Linked DNA regions of Rattus norvegicus: region 1 is linked to region 2. A link is a contact called in public Hi-C data. All regions are on one chromosome and are shown on one strand. Each heading gives the region's core, a stretch centred on a gene start, on an enhancer-like site or on the middle of the called end of the contact. The rest is flanking DNA. Distances are from core to core; before and after follow the strand shown. Region 1 has its middle 55 kb from the start of Trnak-cuu5. Region 2 has its middle 150 kb from the start of Trnak-cuu5.

Region 1 (3,800 bases), core at 813-3,312, 94 kb after region 2:
GCAAAGTGGGTGCTACTTAGACACGATTGCAAGCTCTCTTAATGACACGGGGGGCGGGGGGTGAGGACACTTTTTCTATTTTCCCCTGAGTTTCTATTTATTTTTAATGGAAGGGACTCCATATTTAAATGTGATTACTTTCTCCAAAATTCATCTGTGCAACTTGAACACGGGAGTCTATGGGGGTTGTTTGTGTAGGAGTCAGGCCTGGATCGCATTGGTAAGTACCAACTGAGGGAAGTAATAAATAACCGTGAAAAGTCAACATTGCTTAGGAGGACCATAACGTCCTTTGTCCTCAGGCTACACCTCTGAGGGTCACCAGCAAGTGACCATGATCTAATGAAGTGGCGCTCCCTCTGATTAGGACAGAGTGGGCCTGGCATTTCCCGCAGCATAGCTGCCCTGTTTCTGAGCATGCCAGGCAAATGTGGAATGTTCTCCGAGCCTGAGGGAGCTGGCAGTGGCCAGTGAGGACATTCCACTGAAACAGGGCCATCAGGAGCTGAAGACAAAGGCAGCTGATTCAAGTGCACCAAATTGGAGTTTCTCTAATCAAATATATTAAATTCGCCATCATTCTTGATTGTTTTAATGGGAAGAAGGGGCAGCTGTGCCTTTCATTTTCTGAGCATTTTATTTTGTGCCATGGGGGAAGGAGGAAGGGGAGGGGAGGGAAAGTCAGCTGGAAAGGAAAGAGGGACAGAGATGGCAAAGAAAACTACAGGAAACTGATGTCCTTTGTCTTAAAAGTAAAGTGATTCTGCCTGCTGTTCAGCTCCACATGGAGTGTTCCCAGAGCTGCCAGTCACTGAGAATGGTCCCCAGGGACGCTGCTCTCGAAGCACTCTTATATAGGAGTAGAAAAGTAGCCAGCAAACAGACTCGAGGCCCAGAACACTCAGCAAAGAACCCTGGTGACAAGTGTTAAGCGGCTTTGCTTCACTGACCACGAGGAAGCCTGCTCCACAGAACATTTCCCCCTGATATCTGTGCTTTGTCCAAGAATTAAGTCACAAGGCACTCAGGGAGAACTCATATCCACTCTTTTTGTAACCTTCTGGGCTAAGTGCGGAATCCACAAAAGGCCCCCTTTCACCTTTTGAACGGTCGACTTCAAAATCCCACTGAAGAAACCTGGCCCATGCTATTTACTTTTTAAATAGCTTAACAGATGGTCTAAGAGAGAGGTTTCCTGCCCCGAGTGAGCCCTGCGTACGAGGTTTTGGTGTGCACCTTCAGCTTCGGAGCAGAGCTTTGGGCGTCTGATGTCATTTCCTCACGTCTGATGTGCTGATAACAGGATGAACTCAAGTGAGATAGGAACCAAACATTCTGCTGCGAAATCAATTATGTGGGCCCATGTTAGGCAGGCGACTTCAGAAGACATCATGTTAGTGCACGAAGCTCTTTCTACCCGAGTGTAAGTCTCAGTGAGAACAAAGGTCTATGGCCCCACAGTTCTAGGCACACAGACTCTCACAGGCTTACTTGAATCACCCAGGGAAAGGGCTTTGGAACCTCGTGCCTGTTACAGCCTGAAGCCAGCTTGTTTCTGAGCTGGAATGTGAAGGCAGCTGGCTGTGTCAAAGGGCCAGAGAATAAAGCCACAGTGTAAAATGAAGCCCCAATTCCACAGAGAGAAGATGCTATTAAGCCAGCCTCTGCTTCCCCGGCTGCTTCTTTGGAGGCCTCCTTGGAGACAAACGAATCTGCTCCTCCTCTGAGAAAGAAGGGTGGAGGCTCCTTTCAGAAAAATGTTATTGGGCTCTCTTTAAATGTCCTCATTTGAGGGGAATTAAAAGGAAATGTCATAAGACAGTGTCTATACACTCAGGGGCATTGTATCAAGTGACACAATGCAAGGGAAATGAAGCTCTCCTCCTTTGGGGGAATCTAATAACTCCATCAATCAGCTTGGGTCTCCTGTCATCCATGGTAGGCCTCCAGCCTCTTCAAGCAGGTCCTGTGATTTGCCGGGAGACAGCTGGATGAAGCAGGCAGAGGAGAGGAAGAAATATGCCGGTGTCTGTTGTCTTTTCTTCTCCCACCCCCTCCGTCCCTCCCTCCTCCTCTCAGGCACAATGTCCCTTTGTCCTCAGAGCCTGCTTCCCTCGGGGCATGGCCTGAACAGGCATGGTGGCAAGGGCCAAAGAACAGTTTAGTTCTCAGCCTGTTCCTCAGCGGCCCTGAGTCGGGTGAGCCTTGTCAGCAGCCTGGGAGTCACATCCAGAACTGGCAAGTGGCAAAGAGGTGTCTGTTGTTCTCCGCGAGGGTGTGGGCGGTACTCAGGTGGCTGTCTCCTCATCTGTGGCTGGCGGTTGGGTGCCAAGCTGGTTTGATCCAGAGGTGGAAGGTCGTAGGATCAGACCTGAGAGCTGAGAGCCGGGTGACCGACTCCATCACCAGGCACTCAGTAAACTCTTGGAGAGTCCCCTTGCCTTCCGGCGCCTCAGTCTTCCCTTCAGACTTTGAGGCTGCATGAAGATGGAGGACCTTTTAGGTCTGGCGATGTGAGCGTGCCATTGCCAGGGACAGTTGAGGAGGCTTCTAAGTCAGATAGCGTTCAACTGAACCCTAACCTCGCCACCATATGGTCTGGTTCACGTGATAAGGCTTCTGTTTTTCATTTGAGAAAGTATTAGGTTAAGTCCAATATACCACCACACGAACACACTGGGAGTTCAGTGAATGGACCCAGAAGAAGAATCTGGATTGATGCCAGCACACAATCCGTCTAGAACATCAGCTTTTCTTGTGAACCGTCAGTGTTGAGTTAATAAAAAGTTACATCATCCAAAGCCTCAAAATTTGAAAGAAATCATATTGCCTGTACATGTCATACGTTCTAAACACTAATTTCAGAGAGAATGTTGAAAAAAATCACTATTGGAAGATGGGATTATAGATTGACCGATCTTGCCAAGTAAGTTTATTAATATACAATGCTCACCTATCTCCTTATCTTTCAATTTAAAATATTGTGTGGGTGCGTGCTTGCGTGCATGTGTGTGTGTGTGTGTGTGTGTGTGTGTGTGTGTGTATGTGTATGTGTACATGTGTTTGACTGAAGGTACATGCATGCTATGGAACATATGTGGATGTAAAAGAACAACTTTTAGGAATTGCTTTTCTCCCTCTACCTTTTTACCTAAGGATTGAACCCAAGTTGTAAGGCTTATGTGACAATTGCTTTCACCCACTGGGACATCGTGCTGGCCCTATTGCTTGTTTTAAAAGGCTGAAGGTCTTAACGGTTAATCATTCTTTACTGAGGAAGGACCCTCAGAAAGCTGACATACATAAAGCACACTTAGTGGTTTTTTTTTTTTTAACATACAGGTTCCTTTTTAAAAGTTATTTATGTGTGTGTAACCTGTGGGTTTGAGGGTATGTATAAGCTGAGGTGCGCCTAGGGGGGTCTGAGGACAACTTTGCAGAGTTGATTCTCTCCTTCAGCCTTAATATGGCTTCCAAGGATCAAATTCAAGTTGCCACACTTAAGGACTTTGACCTCTAAACCATCTCATTATGCTAGCCCTAGGTTCTTTTAATATATTTAAAATGTATGTGGTTTTTTTTTTTTTTGGTTGTTTTTGTTTTGTTTTGTTTCCATTTTGAGCCTACTATGGGCCTGGGATGGGTTCCCTCCTCTGCCGTCTCTCCAAGGCTAGTCTTGGAGCATTTTCTGAGGAGTGGTTACCGAGTTACCCTGTCTCTAGGTGGCTGTGATATTTTATTTTTTGTTTGTTTGTTTCTTCTCTTTAACACAGCACCTACATATATGACATCTTTGTGGC
Region 2 (3,977 bases), core at 1,420-3,919:
TCAGTTTTCACTGGAGTTCTATCTCAATGGTCACTGCTACTTGCAAAACAACTTGAGCAAGAAGTGGGAAATGATCCTCCCTTAAGATTAGGTTCAGTCAAGTTTTTTTTAAATTTTTTTGACAGATGAGGTGGCCCAAGTCTATGAGGTTTTTTTTTTTTTTTTTTTCTTTCTTTCCTCCTTGAATGGTAGCTATGGAATTGTAGGAAGTGTCCCACAAAGGATTTCCTTTGGTCATTGCTGTTTTTCCTCTCAGCTTTTTTTTGTTGTTGTTGTTAATGTGTTTGGTATTGAACAAAAATTCTTCTCTTTGAGTTTGGCAATACAGAGTTTAAAAGGCCAGGGCAGGATGGAGGTCACAGCCTTGCTTTCTTCCATGCACAGGGCCTCATGCTTCATAGCCTGTCCCTTTAAATATTGGGAAGGAAGAGAGTTCTGCCTTCCTTCCCTTTTTTTCATTCTTGGACATCTGACTGGACAGTGCTTTTCTTGGATCTGCACAAGGGACATTTTATGGAGCGACCACCACTTAAGCTTTACCTTTGTGGGGTGCTCTGACTCACGTAGTCTCGCCCTCTTTTCAAAGCTGTCTCACCCCCAGCAATGGCTCATGGAGGCCTCCTAGGCCCAGGTCTGTCTGGTGGTAGAAGGTGCTCTCAGAGGTCACCAGGAGATAGAACACACAGGAGGTAGCAATCTGTGAAAAGTTTTGCTCTTTGAGGAAGTGGTTTACAGGATTGTGGAGGCCTGCAAGTCCAAATCACACAGGCCAGGCTGGCAGGATGAATGCCCAGGCAGAGCAGACATTGTAGGGCAGGATGGAGGGCCCAGTGCTGGAGAATTCCCTCTATTCAACAATCTTTGCCCTCTTTAAGGTTTCAACTGCCTTGTGAAGTTTGCCAGCAAGAGGAGGGCCATCTCTTCTACTCGGAGTAAACCAATCCCAACGGAAGGGTCATCCCAAATGTTGCAGTCTTGTTTGACAAGGTAACTGAGTAGCAATGGCCTAGCAATCATGACATAACATTAGCCAGCACTGTTGGGTGCAAGATCCAGGATGTTATATATACTTGTCAGTGTTCAGAGAGTAGTCATACAGACATACACAGAGACACACATGCACATAGACAGAGGCACAAACAGGAAAACAGACACATTCACACAGACAGACAGACATTTACAGAAAGACAGACAGAAAACCAGATACACACACACACACACACACACACACACACACACACACACACACACACGGAATCCTTTCCATCGAAGGAAAGGAAATACAAGCTTTGGGTAAAGAAATTTTCTTTTTTCTTTCTGCCCTGAGAAATCAGCAGAGAAAGGGGAAAGGATGTGGCCCCTGGACTTCAGTGACTTCTTTGGAGAGACCCTAGGGCAAACCTTTTAAATGCTGATCTTAGGCAGCTGCTGACTTCCTGCTTTCCTGCATTTGGGTAGGGATGGGAAACGGTAACATGTCTAGATGAAGTCTACACGTGCACACTGGGGAAGCGGTGCGACAAGATGTCAGGGTGGAATTCTAGTTTGCTGTGTTCAGCTACTTTATCTGGAAAACAAGAAATAAACAAGGAGATCTCTACTTAATAAGCTGTAAGCATTAAATGTGTGGAATTTATAAGATGCTTCCAATATTGCCTGACAATGTAAAATATATAGTGATTGTTAACGTTGTCATCATTTCAGCTGTGCATTTGCACACATCATGCATCTCATTAATCTGCAAAAGGCAACCTGTACTTAGGGCAAACAAATTAAAAGCAGGAATCCGATATCAAAGCCTATAAAAATACCATGGACAGTCCATACCAGATACTGCTTTTAAGAACATTTATTTTCTATGGTATTTCATTAATGGAACATCACTGGCTAGAATCCAGGCCGTATCTGGTTTAAATTAAATTAAAGCATTTTAATGTGTTACAGAAGATGCTGGCCTGGCACTGCAGTCAGTGCAACATAATGGCTTTCTGAAGATCAGCTGCAGCAGGATACCTTCTGCTGGGCAGGGGGCAGAGCAGCATAGGAGGTCTCTACTCTCCAGTCTTCCACAGCCTTGCCTGCTGGCTACTTGAGGCTCAGGTGCACGGCGACCTGCTGGAATGAGAGCCAAGGCACAGTCATGAGAGCCGGTGGGCTCGCGCCTGATGGGCTGCCTCCTCTTGATAAATGCCTGCACAGATGCTACAGATTCATGCTCAATTAATCTCAGCTGAGCTGATCAACCGGTTATAAAGAAAGCCATTAGCAATAAAGCAAAACTTCCCCGAGAGCTTTCATGGAAGGAGGAAGGAAGGGGGTTGGCTTTTTTTTAAAGAAACTAAGATGATGAACTAACTGTCATTGAAAAGAACCAAGTGCTCGGCATCTGTCTGCTGGGCTGACTCAACGCTAAGAAGGAGCTATAGGAAAGCCACCCCCATGCCCCCCCCGTTTATCTCAGGGATCATTCTTATAAAGCTTAGCCTATTCTAGAGTTGGTGGTGAGAAACCTCATGCTTTTGTATCTATCTGACGGCACAGCAGGACGGTAAGATCAATTTTTTGTGATTCCAGCATTTATTCATTTGTTCTCATTGTCGTGTGAGAGTACAGGGCGCGTGTTTGGTCACACTTGCTATGACTCATCTGTGGAAGTCAGAGGACGACTTTGTGGAGTTGGTTGCTTTCCAACGTGACATGGGTTTGGGGATCCAACTCAGGCTATTAGTCAATGAGCCATTTCACTGGCCCACTGCTATTTTATGGGTAAAGAAATGGAAATGAAATTAAATAGCTGGGCCAGGATTTCTATGGCTGAGTAGAGAGAGCCCTAAGCTGTGCTCTTGGCCTTGGTCCTCTGCTTACGTCCTGGATCTCAGGCCTAGTCTTTCGCTCAGGATCAGGTGCTCTTTGCTTAATTTCCAAAATCCTACTTTATTTTGAAAACACGATGTTATAGTTACATTCTTTTAAAAGATAACTTTGGTAAAGCCCATTTTGTGATGGTTTGGATGTGCTTGGCCCAGGGAGTGGCACTATTAGAAGGTGTGGCCTTGTTGGAGGAAGTCTGTCACTGTGGGGTGGACTTGGAGACCCTCCTCCTAACTGCCTGGGGATGCTCAGTCTGTTCCTGGCTTCCTTCAGGAGAAGATGTAGAACTCAGCTCCTCCTGCACCATGCCTGCCTGGATGCTGCCATGTCCCCACCTTGATGATAATGAACTGAACCTCTCAACCTGTAAGCCAGCCCCAATTAAATGCTGTCCTTTATAAAACTTACATTGGTTATAGTGTCTGTTCACAGCAATAAGACCCTAACTAAGACACATTGATTCTAGAATGTAAAAAGCATTAGTAGGCAATACTGAGAAGCAAGAAATGATAATTATCTTTACTTCTTCACTGAGAGTAATGTTTTCTAACACTGTGCGTCCTTAGCTTTGTTCTCCCATGATTCCTTTCCTTTTGAGCAATAATAAACCCATATGAGACAGACCATTTTGTAATTTTTAACCCAACAGTGAAGTGTAAATGTCTTTCCATTTACATACATTTATTTCTGCCACATTACTTTTTAGTTCTGAGAAAGCATTCTTCCTCATCTGCATGCTACAGTTTGCTCAGCAAATCCTTTGTTGTGGACAATCGTTTCCAAATTTAAAAACAAGAATGAGGGCTACCATGCAAATAACTGATAAAAATGTGGAGTAATGTAAATCTTCCCAGTGTGTATTTGTTTTAAAACATGTTGTACATAAAAAGTGAATTTAATTTTTATTTGACAAAAATAAAAATGAAGAGAAATAGGGGTACTACAGTTACCCCTATAGTATAACTTATAGTCATACTAAAGAATTTTAATTAATTAAATTATTGTTAGAATTAGTTCTTACTAATTCCTGTTGAATCAAAGTATTTATTTAAAAAACATTGCCATTGGGCTGGAGAGATGGCTCAGCGGTTAAGAGCACCCAACTG

Evidence for each region. A called contact is a pair of places that touch in the nucleus more often than the background predicts.
Region 1: a contact with region 2 is called in a Hi-C map of Schwann cells, with 2.8 times the contacts expected there. The contact joins two enhancer-like sites. A contact is called at or near these places in 2 of 12 Hi-C or Micro-C datasets (Schwann cells and liver).

Annotation. Positions count from the first base shown.
Region 1 is chr2:138,847,074-138,850,873 of GRCr8, forward strand. No RefSeq gene overlaps it. Among named protein-coding and RNA genes, the nearest start is that of Trnak-cuu5, 55 kb to the right of the region's middle. Within about 2 kb of position 2,063, at least 20 of the 93 cell types and tissues checked have an H3K27ac peak or open chromatin away from gene starts, as enhancers often do. A contact at or near this core is called in Schwann cells, where this site is marked.
Region 2 is chr2:138,752,797-138,756,773 of GRCr8, forward strand. No RefSeq gene overlaps it. Among named protein-coding and RNA genes, the nearest start is that of Trnak-cuu5, 150 kb to the right of the region's middle. Within about 2 kb of position 2,670, at least 2 of the 93 cell types and tissues checked have an H3K27ac peak or open chromatin away from gene starts, as enhancers often do. A contact at or near this core is called in Schwann cells, where this site is marked.